Regions from separate parts of the Mus musculus genome. Here region 2 is linked to region 1. A link is a contact called in public capture Hi-C data. All regions are on one chromosome and are shown on one strand. Each heading gives the region's core, a stretch centred on a gene start, on an enhancer-like site or on the middle of the called end of the contact. The rest is flanking DNA. Distances are from core to core; before and after follow the strand shown. Region 1 holds the start of Alad (aminolevulinate, delta-, dehydratase). Region 2 holds the start of Orm2 (orosomucoid 2).

Region 1 (4,720 bases), core at 1,112-3,611:
AGTCAACCAAACCCAAGTCCTCTGTGAGAGCAACATGTGTTCTTGATCACTGAGATATCTCCTGCCCGGATGCAGGTTTTTATTTTGGCCACTAGATGAAACTGAAAGAGACGTTGGTGCCGACTTAAAAGAAAAAAAGCTCTATTCAATCCCTCACAGTTTGATAGGAGAAATGAAGGGATGGAAGGCCACCTGAACTCACACAGTGAGTAAGGCAGAGGTAGGGACTAGCCTGAGACTTCCAGCCCAAGGCCCTGTACTATACAGCGTGTGATAGCAGATGCTTAATGAACGTCCATAGAGTGGGAAGGTGCCCAGAGTTGCTTCTGTTTTATAGAACCAATTCTAGATCAGGGTTTTTCTTTGAGAGAAGTCCTTCAGAGTCTGGAAGATTTCCAAACATGGGCAGGGCACTTTCCACAAATTAAGGGGGTTTGCAAACTTGAGCTTAAACCCTGTGCCTCATACAGTAACACAGGGGCCTAGGAATACAGGAACACAAGACCACAGGGGCCCAGGCTACCTTCTCTCCCATTGTACAACAGGTTCACTCTGCTAGCAAGCTGTACAAGGTATTGCAGAAACAACTGTTTCTGGGCCAAACAATCCCAGAGTCGATTCTATAACGACGGGCAAGGCCTTTCAGATCCTCCCCCACTTTTTTTTTTTCTTTCAAGATTTAAAATGTGCTGATATTATCAAGCCTGCGTGAAGATCAGATTACTGATGAGGTATGTCTAACACCACGGTAGCAGCGGCAAGTAACGCTAAATGTATGGCTAGTGCTGAGCTGGGATGAGTAGGCTGTACTGTGTCTGACCCTTCGCCACACCTAGGGAAGGACATACATTCCAGCCACTGCCTGAGGTGAGAGAGGCTAGCCGCCCTCCAGCAGCACGTACTAGACAAGAAGGAAAAGGAACACTGTAGTTTCTTAGAGACACTGCGGGGTAGCTTTTCTGAAAGACTGTAAAGGTCTCACCTCCCTTAGGAGGTAGCATCCCACAACCTGGGAGTGAGACTGCCACTGGGAGCAGCTGAGAGAAAGCTTCAGAGCCTGGGCTCCCAGGTTGTACCCCACAAAGAATTCCGGAGGCTGTGCTCTTGGCATAAATAGTAGTGAAGTGGTGCCAGCTCGAGCAGGCTCTGCCCTGGCTAGGGAGGAGACAAGTCAGGAGGGCCAGCTAGGTAGAAGGTTCAGAGCTGGGAAATCTGAAGCCCAAAGAGGCCCAGGAAAGGCATCTGTGGGCAGTTCTGAAAAGGTACTGCCCGGTGGCTCATTTGCATTTCCTGCACACTCTAGCTGCCACCTGCCACGGTGTTAGGAGGGGTTAAAGAAGAGACCTTAGACCTCATCTAGTGTGGGCGCTTAATCCCCCCTGCTGCCCGGGTCTAGACATTTCAAGCTAGGAGTTGCCTTTCCACAGACTGCTAAAATATTCTGGCTGAGAGCTTTTACATCAAACAACTGTAAAACTGAACTCGAGAAGGGCAGGTCTCATACAGCAGGTCAGCTATAAATATGGTCCAAACTTCTGGAGTCTAGCAGCCCTCAGTCCTCACCAGGACTTTTGGCATTAGAAGGACAGAGTTCACACGTTATAGTCCCAGTATGGAAGAGGCGACAGAGATTCCAGGTGAGAGTAGGGGAAGAAAGGTTTAACCTAGACCTGGCCACGGCTGGTAGCAGGGTGGTTAGTATGTGACTTTGGGATTTAAAAGGCATGGGGACAAATTCTTGTTTCAAGCTGCATGACTGCTTTTCTTCTCATGTGGTCTGGGTCTTAAGCGGATCTCAATGGATCGTTGTATGACTGAATGAGCAGAAGCAGGAGAGACCTAGCACAAGCGACCCTTATTGTTTTCCCCACTTCTCCAGCCTGCCAGACAGATCGCGCTCTGCAGAAACCGAGGCTACCCCTGAGGCCTCCGAGAAAGGGGGCGGGTGGAGCCCATCTTTGAGTCCCGAATCCCGGACGCAGCAAGACCTTGTAGCGGCAAGAATCCCGCCCACTCTAGTAGGTGCATAGGGACAGCGTCTCCGCTACAGCGTCAGAGCTTCGGGAACACAGCGCCATAGGGGTGCACCTCACCTTGTTCTGGGGTCCCGTCCCCCTTCAACCCGCCACTTCCCAGAGGCCGGCGCCTGCTCACGTACCAAGGACGCTGCTCGCCGCCGCTCCGAGCCGGGCTCTGGACACCGCGCTCTCCCGCTCTAAAAGCGCAAGCCCACGTGGGGGCGGGGCGGCTCACCCGGAAGCGGCTCCCGTACCGCCCGCCCCTCCGGGAATGCAGCTTACGCTCCCTTCGGGGCAGTCTCCGGATCACTGGTCAGCTCGCGCGGCCAGATCCACGCTGAGCGGGGCTGGAATCTTGGCCAATCCAGAGTTGCCCGAGAGCCCGCCCGTCTCCCCGCCCCCCAGCTCGGGTCTCACTTGAGGTGGGAAGGCCCGAGGGGGTCCACGTGGGCATTCGGAGCCTCTGGGAGGTGCCCTGGCTTGCAATCCGAACTCATCCCAGAGTTCACTTGACGGTCTATTCTCAGCCCGGAGCAAAAATTGACTGCGTTGCTCACTGGTAAAAGAACAATTGGATGTCAACGGCATTAAAACACCTCGGTAATGCCTAACACCGCGGGTAAATACGTTCAGCAGCAGACTGACTGTCTAGATTTATTTATTCTATGTAATTGATTATCCAGCCCCTATCTCATGGGTTGAGAGATATGAAAGACATTGGAAAAAAAAAAAAGCCGAGAAAACTAACCATCCAAGTATGCTAGGAGATCAGGTTTATCTACAATGGATACATTAAAATTTGGAGTATAAAAGGGAGTAAATTTGGTGGTGCATGCTTTTAATCTTAGCACTAGGTGACAAAAAACCAACCAACCAAACAAACAAACAAACAAACAAACCAAACCCAAAACAAACAAAACAGAAAACAAACAAACCAAAAAACAATTAAAAAAAGAAAAATTCTGACCAAAGGTCTGGGGAAGACTGGAGCGTGGGGTCTAGAGAGGTTTATGGGGCTTTGACAAAGACTTGAGAGTGGCAAGGGCCCTCTTTGTGGAGGGAGCCTTGGGGAATGCTCACTAGGGAGGAGGTGATAAAATTATTTTGGAGGTAAAAGTGGGCAGTTGTGTAATAATACTGTAAATGTTCTAGGTACCACCAGATCTTCATTTTAAAAATGTTTAAGATCTGTGAACTCATCTTGGTTTTCAATAATTCACTAGAAAAATTGAACTTAAAGTTGTAACAAGAGAAGCTGGGTGAAGGGTATGAGAGTGTTGTAGCTTGTCAGAAAACCCTCACCCACAAAGAGCACAGAGACCACCATCATTGCAAAAACTCATGAGGATTTTACTTATCCAGCATGTTGGGGACTCCCCTCTCAGCTGGCAGGCAGGAGGAGAGACCCAGAACAAAGAAGGAACACACTTTTTATACCTTTGTAAGGGTTGGATATAGGCACCAGGGTAGTTTGGCTTATTTTAATTGGTGTAGCCAATAATCTTTTTAGACATTGGTTGGTTTATGTAGGGTGACTCTTATTTTGTCTGTCCTTGTGTGTGTTTTAGTGAGGCGGGGCAGGAGGATTGTTAATTTTGTTTTTGACCGTTAAAACTATGTTTCTATATTTGTTTAGTCAGCCAGCTTTTTATCTGGCTCTGTACTTGGCCTGCTAGTACAGTTTGGAAAGTCCTTTTGAAGGGGGAAGGTACAGGGTAGTCTTGAACTTATTTTTGGATATTACAACAGGGAAAAAACTTATGGAAGACCTCAAAGATTCTTTCCAGATGTTGTATTCCTTACTTTTAAATCCAAATCTCCATTCCCAGAAAAGGTTTCTTCTTAGAATGTTAAAGTCTAGTTAAGGGATTGAGCAGAACAAACCAAAGACATGGAAGAATTTGGTTTTCGGTTTTGTTTGAACATGCTAGCTAAGCAAGCGCTATGTCACTGAGCCCCTTCCATTCTTGACAGCCTTATGGCGGAGATTAGATGGTAGGGTGAGCCCTTCTTACACAAGCCTTGAATAACAGGTTTAACTATGGATTTGATCTCATTGAAAGCAAAGGTATATTCTAGGAAGATCTACTTGGTACTTAGTACATACAATTGAAATTGAGTTCAAAGGACGTCACAGGATTACAAATGGGCCTTGAAGGGTAGGTCTAGCACCGTGCTCTTGGGAATTAAGAAACAATGTTTCTTCTGGGAAGGAAAAGGCCTATTATTAACCAAAGGACCACTGCAGTTCTTGGTGAATTTTGATTTATAAATTTTACTTATGACTTGAGAACTGTGTGTACTGGAGAACATAGAGCTGTGGTTAATAGCCGGGTGTGGTGGCGCACGCCTTTAATTCCAGCACTCGGGAGGCAGAGGCAGGTGGATTTCTGTGTTCGAGGCCAGCCTGGTCTACAAAGTGAGTTCCAGGGCTACACAGAGAAACCCTGCCTCGAAAAAACCAAAAAAAAAAAAAAAAAAAAAAAAAAAGAGCTAGTAGAGGCAATAGCAATGTTGCTTGATGAGAATACTTGAAAGTACTTAGAACTTAATAAGTGAGAGCTAGCCGGGCAGTAGTAGCACACACCTTTAATCCCAGCATTTGGAAGGCAGAGGCAGGTGAATTTCTGAATTCGAGGCCAGCCTGATCTACAGAGTGAGTTCCAGGACAGCCAGGGCTACAGAGAGAAACCCTGTCTCAA
Region 2 (5,033 bases), core at 695-3,194, 840 kb after region 1:
TGGCCTGGGAATTCATGACAGGCCTTGCTCATCTGGCCTCTGCAGGCAAAGGACAGGAGAAGCAGGGGAGACAGATGTGAGCAGAAGCCTAGGCAGACTCTGGAATGATATGCAGCAAGTACCCTGGGGGAGACCTTAGCTGGGTGTCCACTTCCCTGCCTGCACCCTCGCCTTAGAAACCCCAGGCTCTGGATACACAGCACAGCCACAGGTAGCTTTGGGGATATCTAATCAGTTTCTTAAGTTCATTATTTTCCATCATTTGCTTTTATAACAAAAATAGATATTTATATCTGCCAGTGTGTGCAAATGTGTTTATGTGCACGTGTACGTGTGCGCCTGTGTGTAAGAGACATAGCAGAGACAAAGAGGCACAAACAGAGAGATTATGATATCTGGCGCACTGCTAACTTGGGACAGAACATATCATTGGTGCTTTTGGGCTCCTCATGGTTATGCTTTTTCTCCTCTGGGAAGAGATAAACTTTCTTAAGACTGTATAGATACAACAAAACACATATGTTTTGGGGCTCCAGCTCAGCAAGTTCTCCTAGGCCCTGTACAGCCCACTCCACGGCAGGGGGCTCTCAGGACCATCTGTGGCCCCTTCCTTTTGCCCTAGGTGATCACTGTCACTAACTTGATTAATATCATTACAATTAGTCTGGAGCCTCTAGAACGCCCTGTAAACAGGCTCATACAACCCCACCTCTGGGCGATCTGCTGGCAATAATGTTGTCGAGCTGCATTTGTATGGTCAAATCTATCAGTCGTTCATTTCTCTCTGTTGCTAAGCAACACCATGCTTGCATGAAATGTCACAACCCATTTCTCATTTTCCTGGTGGTAGGCACTTAAGAGCTTGGGGTTTGTGGCTACTTTGAATAATGCCATTAGAAACATTTATACACATGATACTGGAGGTGATTCATGTCTTGTTTTGTTTTCTTTTCTGTTGGTAGACTAATTTTTAAAGGCAATATGTTGCTCTAATACTTATCAAGAGGGGAAACATAAAATACAAAATGCCACAGGATAAAAGAAGGTTCTCATGAAATTAGAACACAGTAAGTGAATGACAAGTTACTTATCATTAAAACAAAAACCCTGACTACACAGAAACATGAGAAATAGTAGATTACTCAACTGTGAGTGTGTTCTAATATGTTTGGTGCTTTTGATGTTTTGAAAGAGCTCACTGTGATCTCAAACTCCTAGCAATGACTCCGTGCCTCAGCAAGAGTCACCAGGCCTGTCCCTAGCAATACGTTTCGAGAGTGTTCATTATGTAGACAAAGATCAGGCTATATCTATCAAGCAGGAACTAGAACCAGATATTTACTGGATCCTGTGCACAGACCCTGGATTGGGCACACACTATTCTAGACAGATCCTTTCCTGCTGTAAATACTGGGAGCTTTGCTGAACTACATTTTCAACTCAGATTCACCCCTCTTTTTTGGGCATTCGGCTGCCTCTAGGCTGTATAGGGGTCCCCAGGAACATCACACTCCTTTGGAAACTAATCCATCTTTGTCCTTGGCCCTTAACTTGAGCCCCTAAGTGTCTTCTAAGTTCACTATGAACCCTGACCAGGGACCCCTTCATAGCCCCCTTGGAGGGGTGATAAACGAATAGGTCTCACTCCTGCTAGGCAGCTTCATGGGATAAGACAGGTATGGGACCCATGACTGGGATCTAAGTATTATCAGGCTAGCCCAGTATCCACCTTGACCATGAATCAGCCACTCTGGTGTAGGGCAGGAGTCTGTGTCAGGGCCGGCTGGCCGAGGGAGCTGCACAAAGCTGGCTTGAGAGAACATTTTGCGCAAGACATTTCCCAAGTGCTGGGGAGAATGTGCCAGGGCTCTAGAGGCCCTGGCTGCAGTCCCATGCCCTCGCCACATCTATTATAAAAGCCACTGTACCCTCCATCCACCAGTTATCTCTTCCAAGCCCTGGTGCCTCTGAGTGTCCTAAGCATGGCACTGCACATGATTCTTGTCATGGTGAGCCTCCTGCCGCTGTTGGAAGCTCAGAACCCAGAACATGTCAACATCACCATAGGCGACCCTATCACCAATGAGACCCTGAGCTGGGTAAGTGCCTGCCCAGGACTTGGACGTGAGCACTTAAGGAGGCTACTCTTTCCTCTGGGCTTTCCCTTCCCTGATGTCTGTGCTCATCTCTGGGCTCCTGGTACTGCCCTTTCCTCTCCTGGAGACCTGGTGGCACCCCCTGCCTCCAAACCCAGAAGCATCACTCTGAGGTCTCTCAGCAGGGGACAGAGCAGTAGGATGGCTGATTTTTGAGTTGCCCATTTGAGCTTCAGTCTTCCCATGTATGGTTCAGAAGCCATTGCTTGCTTGCCCCACAGCACGGCTGAGTGCAATGTTCATACTACAAGCCCTACTCATCTGTGTGCCTGCTTCTCCCCAGCTCTCTGACAAATGGTTTTTCATTGGTGCGGCTGTCCTAAACCCTGATTACCGGCAGGAAATTCAAAAGACGCAGATGGTATTTTTTAACCTTACCCCCAACTTGATAAATGACACGATGGAGCTTCGAGAGTATCACACCATGTGAGTTCTTGTAACAGCCAGCCCACCCTGGCCCTGGCCTCCACTCCCAGATGCCTAGAGACCTGAGCAAACTGGATCTGCCTGGCCTCCCCACCCACCTTCTGGAATGGGGACAGCTTTCTTGTTTACCTGCCTCTTGCCCACTCCCCACCCCAGTTTAGTCAGATCACCTCTCCATCAGTTGTCCTCTGTCTCTTTGCTTTCTAGAGATGACCACTGTGTCTATAACTCCACTCATCTAGGAATCCAGAGAGAGAATGGGACCCTCTCCAAGTATGGTAAGGGTTGGAACTCACGGCTTTCTGGGAGCGTATTGCAAGGGTACAAGGGGGCAGCAGAACAGGGGAGTTAGGTCTGTGAAGTCACTCTCTGAGGCTTGTAAGTGGACGTAGATTTCAAACTGGAGTCCAGCTGCCAGGACAGACTTGCTTTGACCATTCTTATGATCTTTTGTGAGCTCAGAGGGGAAACCCATGGTTTGGGAAACCAGTGACTTCAGCCAAATCCCCAGGTCACCAGGGACAGCATGGGGGGAGGGCAACTGAATACTGGTGGGCCAGATTAGATACTCTTAGGTTTTAATTGTCCCTAAGCCAATGTTTTAATGTTTAAGGGGAAGTGTTAACTATGCCACACCACCAAGGGCCCTTTCCAAGGCCCCAGCCATTCCATACTTATGAAGAATGAGAAGTGAGGCTGCATCCAACAGAGGCTGAGCACATGGCAGCCACAGGGAGCCTCAGGCACTTGTCCATAGCTATGTGCTTCCTTCCCTTGGGGATGGGGACCACAGCATCATTCTAGTGACTCACAAAGCCCTTCATCCTGCAGTAGGAGGAGTAAAAATCTTTGCAGACCTGATAGTCTTGAAGATGCATGGGGCCTTCATGCTTGCCTTTGACTTGAAGGATGAGAAGAAACGGGGACTGTCCCTCAATGGTAGGGTCCTCCCAGACCTGGTCCCCAGCTCCACTGGCCTTACTCTTGATCGTCCACCCACATCCCACATCCCTACCTGGCTTCCCATCTGCTGGACCCTTAGCCAGCACAATCCTGGATCCCTTCTCCATTGCAGCAAAAAGGCCAGATATCACCCCGGAGCTGCGGGAAGTATTCCAGAAGGCTGTCACACACGTGGGCATGGATGAATCAGAAATCATATTTGTCGACTGGAAAAAGGTAAATGAGGAGGCTGTATGATACCACCCCAGCAGTGCTCCCATTGTCAGTGACCCTAGCGGCTCAGAGAGGGCAAGCTTCCGGTTAAGGCAGCTCAGCAAGGCAGGTATCCTGCCATTAATAACTCTCCTGCCTACTGTGAGAGCTGAGATCACAGAGATCCTAGATGGGCAGTGAGCCTCAGGGAGGTGAAGTTAAGTAGGAGGTCCTGGAAAGCTTGTGGAGGATAAGAGGAAGATCAGGAGGGGTCACTTAGGGAACAGCCAGTGCCAGGGTGCCAGGTTTCTCCCTTCATATTCACTACCTATCGAAGCAGGAGTCGTGATTGAAGTTTCCATGCCACCCAACTCCAACAAGCCCAATCACAGGCGGGGATGACCCATGCGGAAACCTCTTGATGTTCTGTCTAACCTTGTGCTGAGGGAGAGGCCAAATAAACTTTGGCTTTCACCCTGGTAAAGCCGTGGGATCAACCAATCAGCTTGCATGTAGTCTGAGATACACAATACTTTTGTGACTCCATTCTCTGGTCACCTGAGCCTTTCCTGGCATCACCAGCCCCAGGATTCCCCGGGGGAGGGGCCTGCATACAGACACTGCCATTGAGCCATTTCACAGCATGACTTCCTCACCCCCCCCCCCCCAACCAGTGGGGCCAGTAGTCTCACTCTGCACCTGTGGACACAAGTGTTCCGAAAATGCCTCCCGTTTGCGGTATTCTGTTCACATTCAATGGGGTGAATAAACCAGAGCTCAGAGATGAGGGACAACTTACCCTAGACTAGTGGTTCTCAAGGGTGGGTCTCAGTCTGTATGTCAGATGTCCTGCATGTCATATACTTCAGATTTATAACAGTAGCTTAATCACAGTTATGAAGGAGCAATGGAAACATGGTTGGGGGTCACCACAACACAAGAAACCGTGGAAAAGGTTCCCATCTCTAGGAAGGCTGAGAACAACAGTCCTGGATCTGCAGGGGAGCCATGGTAGATGCAAGATACAGCGTGCTGACACAACCCTGCCCTTCTGGCCAACCTCTGTGCTTCCCCCCTTTAGAAATGTACTCATAGCTAGTGTGTGTGTGTGTGTGTGTGTGTGTGTGTGTGTGTGTGTGTGTGTGTGTGTGTGTACACAAGCTTGTCATAAGATGTGTGTGGATGTCAGAGGACAACTGTGGGCAGTGTTCACTCCAGCCATTTTCTCATGGACTCTGATGATTGACTTCAGAGCTTACATACTTTGCCAGGGTTTTTGTTCTGCTTGTTTGTTCT

Evidence for each region. Capture Hi-C pulls out chosen DNA fragments and counts their contacts.
Region 2: a capture Hi-C map of macrophages shows a contact between it and region 1, with 3 times the contacts expected there. The contact joins the promoter of Orm2 here to the promoter of Alad in region 1. A contact is called at or near these places in 4 of 39 promoter capture datasets (the C10 cell line, liver and pre-B cells) and 2 of 9 other capture datasets (liver and macrophages).

Annotation. Positions count from the first base shown.
Region 1 is chr4:62,517,702-62,522,421 of GRCm38.p6, forward strand. Alad (aminolevulinate, delta-, dehydratase) reads right to left here and starts at 2,362. Exons shown (of 12, transcript NM_008525.4): 1 at 2,159-2,362.
Region 2 is chr4:63,360,505-63,365,537 of GRCm38.p6, forward strand. It overlaps Orm2 (orosomucoid 2), which reads left to right and starts at 1,945. Exons shown (of 6, transcript NM_011016.2): 1 at 1,945-2,099; 2 at 2,440-2,582; 3 at 2,790-2,860; 4 at 3,414-3,521; 5 at 3,658-3,761. The coding sequence starts at 1,983.